2 separate regions of the Sus scrofa genome follow, and region 2 is linked to region 1. A link is a contact called in public HiChIP or PLAC-seq data. All regions are on one chromosome and are shown on one strand. The core of a region is the stretch at or near the end of the contact, and the rest is flanking DNA. Distances in the headings are between cores, read along the strand shown.

The links. HiChIP or PLAC-seq counts read pairs in DNA pulled down with a chosen protein or histone mark.
Region 2: an H3K27ac HiChIP or PLAC-seq map of skeletal muscle shows a contact between it and region 1. The contact joins the promoter of PRKAG3 here to the promoter of USP37 in region 1. A contact is called at or near these places in 1 of 5 promoter capture datasets (fetal liver) and 1 of 2 datasets of contacts at active chromatin or transcription factors (skeletal muscle).

What each region holds. Positions count from the first base shown.
Region 1 is chr15:120,588,855-120,593,763 of Sscrofa11.1, forward strand. It overlaps USP37 (ubiquitin carboxyl-terminal hydrolase 37), which reads right to left and starts at 1,376. Exons shown (of 24, transcript XM_003133658.6): 1 at 1,119-1,376. CNOT9 (cell differentiation protein RCD1 homolog) reads left to right here and starts at 1,500. Exons shown (of 9, transcript XM_001925220.5): 1 at 1,500-1,922. The coding sequence starts at 1,899.
Region 2 is chr15:120,863,180-120,868,259 of Sscrofa11.1, forward strand. PRKAG3 (protein kinase, AMP-activated, gamma 3 non-catalytic subunit) reads right to left here and starts at 3,129. Exons shown (of 13, transcript NM_214077.1): 1 at 3,022-3,129; 2 at 2,681-2,720; 3 at 2,048-2,203; 4 at 1,284-1,687; 5 at 313-394. The coding sequence starts at 3,129.

The DNA of each region.
Region 1 (4,909 bases), core at 126-2,625:
GATCCAAACCTTCTCTGCAACCTACACCACAGCTCATAGCAATGCTGGATTCTTAACCCACTGAGTGAGGCCAGGGATGGAACCTGAGTCCTCATGGTTACTAGTCTGGGGTTCGTTACCGCTGAGCCACTATAGGAACTCCCGGAATTCAACACTACTGATAACTTCTTTCACCTTTTCTACAAAACTTGTACTCCTCTATCCAGCTACGAAATGCCAAGAATTCCTCAGTGCCCCATCCGAGGTCCCCTTCCTTTCTAGCACTGTACTCTTTTTAGGCAATTTCATCCACAACCAGAGCTTCAATTACTTTCAACATAACAGATATATACATATAGATATAGATATATATACATGCACGCACAGACCTGTATATAGTTATATACACACACATCTGCCTATATATCCACTCAGAACTCTATTCTGAGCGCAAACCCAGTATAATCAACTGCCTACTTGACATCCTCTGATAGCTTTTCCAGTTAGACATGTCGGATAGTGCCTCCACAAAATAGGCATTTACACAGAAACTACATTTTGAAAGGATTATAAAATTACTCCAGGCCAACTCTCCAGAAAGAGGATTTTGTCATCAATTATCTTTTCGTGTCATGACCTACAACGGGTAAACCTGACAATCTGATCCGATGGCTAAAGATGGGGAACAACCAACCAAAACCACGACAAAAATACAATTCATGCTTTTTAGTTAAGAGATGGTTAAGGGAGAGAAGATGAAGAATGGTCAATAGAATGAAACAGTATCATGTCCCAAGGCCTGATGGACGTGCGGCAACGGAAGTCACCTTAAGTGATAGCAGGCCTCGCTAAGGGGGGCGCAGCGGAGGACAGCCCCCAGCAAAAAGGAGCCAGGTTTGAGTTGCGGGGGGGAGCGAGTGACAGTAAAAGACCAGGTCAAAGGAGGGGGAAAGCCTGGGGGAAGACCCAAGTAGAGTACCTGTGAGGCCAGAGGGGGCGTCGCGGGGATGGGGGCGGGCTGAGCAGCAGCCGGACGAACTCCAGAGGAGTGAACGCCGAGTGGGCGGACCGCAAGGGGCGGGGGGTGGGGGGGCCAGGGTAAAACGGCTCTGTGGAGACGCTCGCCGGGCCCGCCTTACCTGTGCCCGCGAGTCCGGAGCGCCGGACAGGCCTGCCGGAAGCACGGAGTCCAAGCGGAGGGGGAGGAGCTGGGGGTAAGGAAGGAAGGGACACCAAACACGAAAGAGAGGGGCCGCTCACTCCCCCAGTCAGGGAGAGCGGCTGATGGCGGGAACTGTGACCACACGCAAACACGCACGCACGCACGCACACTCGACGCGACCAGACGAGGTGCGTGCGCGAAAGCCTGGAAACTCCGCCCCTCCTACGCCCTCGCCCCGCCCCAGCACCGAGGGAAATCTCGCAGAGGTAGCCCCGCCCCTGTACTGATCGTAGTACGCACGCGCACTATCCATCTCACGCACTTTGCACCGCCCACCATTTCCCTCCGCGTCAGCCCTGTTGGGCATGCGCACTACTTGTCCCCTCCAGACTGCCGGGTTTTTCCCGCCCTTTACTGGCCTCTGGAGGAGGCTCAGAGTTCACGCCCCTCTATGGGGATACCTGCTCCGAGCCGGGGAATGCGAGGACTAGTAGGTGGCAGACGTCCTTCTGGTCCTGAATCTTAAGGGACAAAGGATAAACTCTAGGACTGTTAACTCTTTGGAGAGCTGAGAGGCGGGAAGAGGTAGTGTGGGAGGGGTCAGAGGTGAAAGGTCAGAGGGCTGCGAAGGGGGCGGAGCGAGCCGGAGGCGGATGGCGGCTGCGGCGGCTCATCATCTTTGGCGGCAGAGGCGCTGAAGCTGGGACGCGAGTCCGGCGCGTCCGGCAGTTGGAGGAGAGCGGCGGCCGCTCCCAACATGCACAGTCTGGCGACGGCTGCGGTAAGTGCCCGGGCCGCCAGGCCTGGGGCCCAGAAGCCTTCCTTAACCCCGCGTTTCGGCCTTCTTTTCCAGCTCCCTGTCTCGGTCCGGGAGTCCTGCTCCTCCTGCCCTCAACCCGCGAGGCCCGGGCCTCCCTCCTCGCCGCGCTTGGCTGTGGCGGAGCAGGCCCCCGCTTTCCTCGCCGGCCGGCTCTCGCGGCCTCTGGCGTGCCGCGTAGTGCGTTCTTTTCAGGCCCCGGGGCCTGGTCCCGCGGCCAGAGCGCCTCCTTCGCAGCCCCGACCCGCCATTCATTGATTCATTTGCTTGACCAACAGTTTCAGGGCGTCAGTTGCGTGCTTGGCGTCGGCGGAGCGAGGGGAGTTCCGCAGTTTGTCTGACATGACCCATGCTGTCGAAACTCCCAGCCTAGGCACATCGCGGCGGGGAGGAAATGGCTTTTAGCTCATGCCACTTGCTTTACAGATGCAAAATCCGAGACCCGGAGAAGTGAACAGTTACTACGTTTGACTTTCGATTCTCTGAGATTACAACCTTTTTTCACATCTCGTTTTACCAGCGTGATCTTTCACCAAGAAAAACAGTGTAAATCAACCTGCCTGAAGTAATCCTATGGCTTCCCATTGCATTGAGATAATATCCAGACTCCTTGCCTCGGCCTACAAGGTCCTCCCTGAACGTTATGTTCCTGACCCTCGTTTTCAGTCTCTTGTCACTGCTCCGCAGGCTCCAGCTACACTGGCCTCAGTTCCATCTTTTCTCCCTATGCTTTTACACTCCAGCTTGCACCTTCTGATCTCTATTCCTAGAATGCTCTCTCTCTCACACACACACATACTCACACACAGACACTCCCCCACCTCCTTCCTTTGCTATAGATGTCGGCTTCTCTTCCTCAGGTCTCTATCTCAGTCTCCTTGCCTGACCACCCTATTTGAAGTAGTTCTGGTAGTTTCGTTTGTGGCTCAGCGGGTTAAGAACCCAACAGAGTGTCCATGAGGATGCAGGTTCGATCCTCGGCCTCCCTCAGTGAGTTGAGAATCCGGCGTAACAGCAAGCTGCAGTGGAGGTGTCAGAGCGGCTCAGCTTCTGCGCTTGCCGTGGCTGTGGTGTAGGCCAGCAGCTGAAGTTCCAATCGGACCCCTTGCCCGGGAACTTCCAGATGCTGCAGGTGCAGCCTAAAATGAATGAATGAATAAATAAAGTAGTTCTGTAACCCCCAACTTTTCTCTGTTAGAGTACTCACCCTTCACAGAATTGATCCCAATTTGTAATTTGTGTGTTCATTTGCTTATTTGATATTTGTCCCCCGTTTGAGAGGATACATGGGGTCATGTGGGTCCTGTTTGTTTGGTTACCCTGATGCCAGGACAGTTCCTGGCACAAAGTTAGGGCTCAAATACTTTGGTGAATGATGGTGTCGATGAGGGAGACGACTACTGAGAGCAGAGAGCCGTTGTGGGAAAATGGGATCGTATGATTTGAGCGCGCTCTTCTGAATGCCCGTTCCACTTTAGTTTCACGAGGGTGAAGTGGCTTAAGGCAAGGGTAATGTACTGAAGTTGCATTACCAGGAAAAATGATATAAATCCTAACTAGAGAACCAAAAAATTGCCTAAACTTTAAATATAAAAAATGGAAAGGTGAACTGAGTGCAGCTTTGGACTATGGCTATGGACAACATTGTCATCTCCAGGGCCTATGACATCTCTGCCTCCTGAGCTCTCAATTAGGTGATTGCAATTTCCTCAGCTTTTTGGTGTCTTCTTCTTCTCCCAAATTATATGTATAATTTGTATAATTCTGGAAGAAGCCAGTCAGAAGATGAGGTTGCTGCTTGTAGGAGAGGGGCAAGTTAAACAAGGGATGCTTGTCCTTCTCCAAAATTTGATTGTATCTTTTCTAGGCTTTGATAGCTGGTCTTTCCCCTGTGCCTCCCCCAAGTCTACCTATTCAATTTCTTTTCTTTTCAGTTGCTCTCTAGTACATCTTTTGAATGGCCATTAAAGTTGTACTTCTCTACTTATAATGAGTACTCAACACGTTTCTTCGGTTAAATTTACAATGCCTTGCCTTTAGTTAAAAATTGAGTTTTTAGGTACACTTTCACCGGTTACGCTGTTTGGATCACGCAGAAGCTCTAACAAGTTTCTTTGTACCACTCATTCGCTAGACTCTTTGGTTGGTGAGGAGACTAAAGCATAGAAAAGTTGAGCCAGGAGTTCCCGTTGTGGCGCAGTGGTTAGCGAATCCCAACTAGGAACCATGAAGTTGTGGGTTTGATCCCTGCCCTTGCTCAGTGGGTTAAGGATCCGGCGTTGCCGTGAGCTGTGGTGTAGGTCACAGACACGCTCAGATCCCGCGCTGCTGTGGCTCTGGCATAGGCTAGCAGCTACAGCTCCGATTCGACCTCTAGCCTGGGAACCTCCATATGCCAAGGGAGTGGCCCAAGAAATGGCAAAAAGACAGGAAAAAAAAAAAAAGAAAGAAAGAAAAGTTGAACCAATTCTTAATGCTTTCCATTAGGCGAAACTGCCTGTATGATTCTGATCTGGATAAAGGGACACTAATGGTGCATAACACGCACTAAAAACTGAAAAGCGTTGATAATATATGCAACAATGCCTGTAATAATCTAAATGGCTTGGGGAGATGCTTACTTTTTGCTTAATGATGAAAATTTGTGTTTATATGCACCTTTGTTTCTTTAAGTAACAAGTAAATCATCATTTCAGCTAGGAAGATAGTACTATCAAAGGAGAATATGATCATCAGTGAATGCAGGATGTTACTCACTAGATGGAGGAACTGAGATAATTTGGAAAATATCTTACATTTTGACTCTTCCTTTTAGTATTTTATTATGCCAGCAATTCATAGTATAATGGACTCCGATCATTCTTTCTAGAATATACCCTAACATCTTCATTATTGCAATCACATAGTATAATTTCTTTCTTATGTCTATTAAACAAGGACAGAAATACCAC
Region 2 (5,080 bases), core at 1,879-4,378, 280 kb after region 1:
TCATTTCTCTCCTTCCTGCCCTGCTTCTTCTATTTTCTGACTTCCTTCCTCCGCCTGTCCTCTTCTTACTTAGCACCTGCGACAGGGACCTTGGGGTAGTAGAGCTGGAGGGGTCAGCTGGTCACAGCTCTCCTACAGTTGAGATCTCCCAGCTGGCCACCGGGAGACCGGGGTCAGATGCTCCCTCCGCCCCCCAGGCCAGGCCCCTGCTTGGTTCAAGCCTGTGGTATGTCAGAGCTCGGCCCTAGAATCACCCCACAAGGTTCCCCTATTCCCTTCCCCGCCACCTCTGCCTCCCCAGCCCCTCCTCACCCACGAAGCTCTGCTTCTTGCTGTCCCACAAAGGTGCCGCTCGGACGCCGTTGGCCACCAAAGCAAAGAAGGCCTTCTTGATCTGAGCGCCGGAGAGAACAGTTGAGGGTGAATCGTTCCCTGCGCCTCAGAGGTCCCCTGCCAGCCAGGGTTCTTCCACCGGGCGCCTCCCGGGCCTGCCTCTACATGAGCCTGCTGTCTGCCTCTCCCACGTCCTGGCATGCCCTCCACGAGATCCTTGTCTGCACATTTGCTCCAGATCTAAGGCTGCTGGTGGCCAGAGGTGCTGAGGTGACCCCTCCCCAAGCACTCCAAGGTGTGGGAAACCAACCCAGTGTTTCTACTCCAAAGTCATAAGTGTACAGACACACATAGTATCGATTTTGTTAAGTGCTAGAGGTGAAATTATGTATATAATATTTACAAAATATTTTTCCCTAAATAAATTTTACATTGACTTATTTGGGCCTCACCCTAAACAAGACTATCTACACCTGCTGACTGTAATTTTCTAATATTGTAAAATATCTAATATTATAACATACAAAGCTACTACATGAAATGTATTTGTTCATATTCCACTAGAATCAAATAGTGCACACAGCGAGAAGCACGGAACCAAATGTTTCATAGTTTAACCTAAGGGAAGAGTGGGGAGCAGAGCTCATCCTATTTTTCTCTTACCAAGAGTCCCTTGCTCTTTGTCCTAAGCCACCCTGCAAAGACTTTCATATATTGCCTGGCTTGTCCCAGGAATCCTCTGAAATTCGCAGGCTAAAGCAGGCATTCCTATCTCTGGATACTGAGTTGCAGAGCTGGGATGACAATTAAGGGGTGCGTGCAGAGAGCAGAAGCCCTCCCCCGGTCTCCATTCATGCCAGAAGGAGTTCGGGAAGGGGCTTGGAGGGGGGCAGAGCTGGCAAGGCATCCTGGCGGGGGGGAGGATGGGGGGGGCTGAGGCGTGGCCTCACCTCCAGCATGGTGTCGAAGATGACCAGTTTGGAGCTGGTCGCCATGGCATCGTAGCAGGTGTGCTCCTGCATGAAGTGCATGTAGACCTGGGCCCCCGGCTTCTGCAGCTCATCATCCCAGCCCAGCCTGGGTAACAGCACCTCTGGGGATGGGCACGGGGCTGGCTTCTCTTCCACCAGCCCAAGCTCATCCCCCGACGCCGCCGAGGCTGAGAACTCTATGCCCAGATCCAGATGGTCTGTGTTGGAGTCGGAGGCTGAGGCTGCACAGTCAGAGGGGAGGATGTCCCGCTCTGTTGGGGGGTTGTCCACCTCGGCCAAGGGAGCGGCTTGGGCCAAGGGTGTGGCCTTGGGGAATGTGGCCTCCTGCCCGGTGGACTCAGCAACTGGCCTGGACTGGGGACCTGTTCGGGGAGCGGGAGGGAGAGGACAGTAACTCCCTCTTCCAGAGAACTTCCTCATCTGCTGTCTCCATTCATCCTCATTGCAACCTTGGGAAGCCTGAATGCTGTGGCCCCATTTTGCAGGTGAGAGAGCTGAGTCTCAGAGAGTCACAGAGAAGACAGTGGCTCTGTCCTGAGTTGGCCACCTTGGATCCCTGGACCCCTGGATCAGCAATGCAGTTGTCCTCCCCCTTGTGGGGAGACTGGCTGCATGATGTTATGTGCCTGTGTTATGGAGGGACCAGACCAGAGACGGGCCCCAGGTTTGAGGACTGCCCACTGCCCCCAGTCCCAGCTCCCCAGAACTGGCCTTGAACTCACCTTCCCTCGGGCCCGGAGGCCCCCCTTCCTCTACATCCTCCTGCCTTGTCCATCTAGAGGCCTTGTTCCCCTGGTCCCCATGGCTTCTTTCTGAGCTGGTGGTTACAGCTCGGGATGGCCATGAACGGCTCTCTCCTTGCTCTAGGAAGCTCATCTCTGCAAGGGAGAATGGGACCTGTTTGGTTAATGGGGAGTAACACAATAAATTCCATTAAAATGTTACTAATAATAATATTTAATATTGGGAAGCTTCAAAGGGCTTGTCCTCCAACAAATTTCTCATTCAACCCTCACGGCAATCTTATCCGAAGGGCATGGCTATCAGCCCTGTTTTACTAACGAGAGACCTGAGCTCAGAGAGGTGAAGCAATTTGCCACAAATCACACAGCTAGTAAGCGAGAAAGTCAAGAGAGTCCCAATCTCCAGACTCTATAGATGCCCCCTCTACTCTTTTGAAAGAGGGAGGAGGTGAGGGAGAGGGAGGAAGAAGAAACAAAGCGGAACAAAGAAGGCAAAGGAGAGGAAGACAAGAGCCAGGCGAGTGGAGTGGGGGAGATTGGGGTCCTGAAGACGTGGAAGAAAAGGAGGTGGGAGAAGAGCCTGGGCCCGCGAGCAGGGGCAGCCCCACCTACCTTGATGCTCAGGTCCCCCGAGGCTGCTCCAGGAGGGAGTCTGTGTGGAGAAGAGTGACTTTTGGGGTGGGGAAGACGCCCCACGTTCTGGACCACACGGAAATCCCTTCCCAGCACACAGGCACGGGTGCGCACAAACACCCCCCCACCCATGTATACACAAACACACAAACACCCAGCCCCAAACACTAACGCACACTACCTACCCAAACACACACACTCAGACACACACAGAACCGCACAGACTCACTTACACAAGGAGTATATACATGCGGACCCCCTCACACTCATATATATATACACAGAAAATCCTGGCTATGCAAGCACGCACGCGTACGCACATCCGCAGTGGTGGGCCCTCTGCCCTCTGGCCTCAGCTGCTCCAGCTCCCAGCCCCCCCGGGACCCCGGGACCCTGCGCAGTGCCTGCTCTAGCTCGGCAAGCTCCATGGAGGAGTGCGCAACACTGTATCTGGGCAGCACTATTCTGGGCCCGACCCCTGGCACCCTGCCCTCCTGGATCGGGTTCTCTCTGATTGGGTGGCAGGGAGCAGGGTGGAAGGGGTCCACCCGCTCAGCTGCTCCAGCCCAGCAGCCTGGGGGCCCCTGGGGAGGGGTGGGGCCCACCTGGAATCTTGATGCCTGGTCCCGGGCTGTCTCCTGGGTCTCCGAGGACAGGTGAGAAGGATCCTGCTGTGGGGGAAGCAGCTTGGAACTGGGGTGGGAGGAGGGGAGCTCTCAGAGCCCCCGCTGTGTTCCTACCGTGAGGGCCTCTCTCATTTGTCAGGCGCCAAAGGAGGGAAAATGCAAGCAAGTTGAGCTTAACTTTCTTCCTTGTACAAACTCCGGTCGTGGGTGGCACTGGGGTTAGAAAGGGCTAGTTGCAGCCAGCTGGGAGGCTGGGGAGGCGGAGTTCGTGGGTGGTCCCGGGAGGATGGCCAGTGTGTGTCCAGATGTCCCCCTCTGAGTCCCAGGAGACCGTCCTTCTCTCTGGTGGAGTGGGATGGTTGGGGCAGGCGGGGAGTTGTGAGATCGCCTTCCAGGTATGAAGTGGGCTTGAAGGCATGGGGCCTGTGCCAGTCCACAGTGTGAGAGACACCTGTTTCTACCTGCAGAGGTAGATCCAGGTGTGCAGGAGCCCCAGGCCCCCCACCCCACTGTGTGCGCTCTCCCTCTGTCTCCTGGTGCCAACGGAATCCCAGCAGGCTCCGTGGCGGCCCACCCCCCCTTCCTTGGCATTCCTGGGGCCTGAGTCACTGTCCAAATTGGTAACGCTGACCCAGCTGCTCCAGCTCCCCTCTCTGTCCCTCCCTCCCTCTCTTCTTTCCAGGCTCTTCCATCCCAGTCTCGCCATGGACTGGACAGACACTCAGTAACGGGTTACTGGGTTTCTCGATGAATGTAATGAACATATTCTCATCAGTTCTCAAGGCCCCTATATTGCCTAAGGGGCAGGTGGAGGAGACAAGAGGGAAGGGGCTTGCCGTCCGTGGGTGTCTTTGGTGGTACAGGGGGCAAATGCAGCTCTTCTTCTGCAGCATCCCTGTGGCCTCTGCCTGTCTGCTCCCTGGTGATGAACATGAAAAGCATCGCTAATGGGGAGTTCCCATTGAGGCTCAGCCCTTTAAGAATTTGACTAGCATCCATGAGGATGCAGGTTCGATCCCTGGCCTTGCCCAGTGGGTTAAGGATCCAGCGTTGCTGCAAGCTGCGGCATAGTTCACAGATGCAGCTTGGATCTGGTATTGCTGTGGCTATGGTGTAGGCCTGCAGCTGCAGCTCCGATTCGAGCCCTGGACTAAGAACTTCCAGGTGCTGCAGGTGCCACCGTAAAAAGGAAAAAAAAAAAAAAAAAGCACAGCCAATGGGACACCTCAAAAGGGAGAAAGATCACGCCTACCATCACCAGAGCTATGCTGTGCCTTGAATCCCAAAGGCCCCCCACCTTCTTCTGCCCCGGGACCACCTTCACAGCCAAGCCAGAGACGGAACAGGCTCAACCTCTGCCTTCTCCTGCAATACCCCTTTCTCCCCTCCACCTCAGACACATTCCACCCACAGGACCAGCATCAGGGGCTCCTCTTTTATTTTTTTATTTTATTTATTTATTTATTTATTTTTGTCTTTTTGCTATTTCTTGGTCCGCTCCCACAGCATATGGAGGTTCCCAGGCTAGGGGTCGAATCAGAGCTGTAGCCACTAGCCTACGCCAGAGCCACAGCAACGCAGGATCTGAGCCACGTCTGCGACCTACACCACAGCTCACGGCAACACCGCATCGTCAACCCACTGAGCAAGGGCAGGGATCGAACCCACAACCTCATGGTTCCCAGTCGGATTCGTTAATCACTGCGCCACAACAGGAACTCCAGGGGCTCCTCTTTTTAAAAAGTCTTCCTTG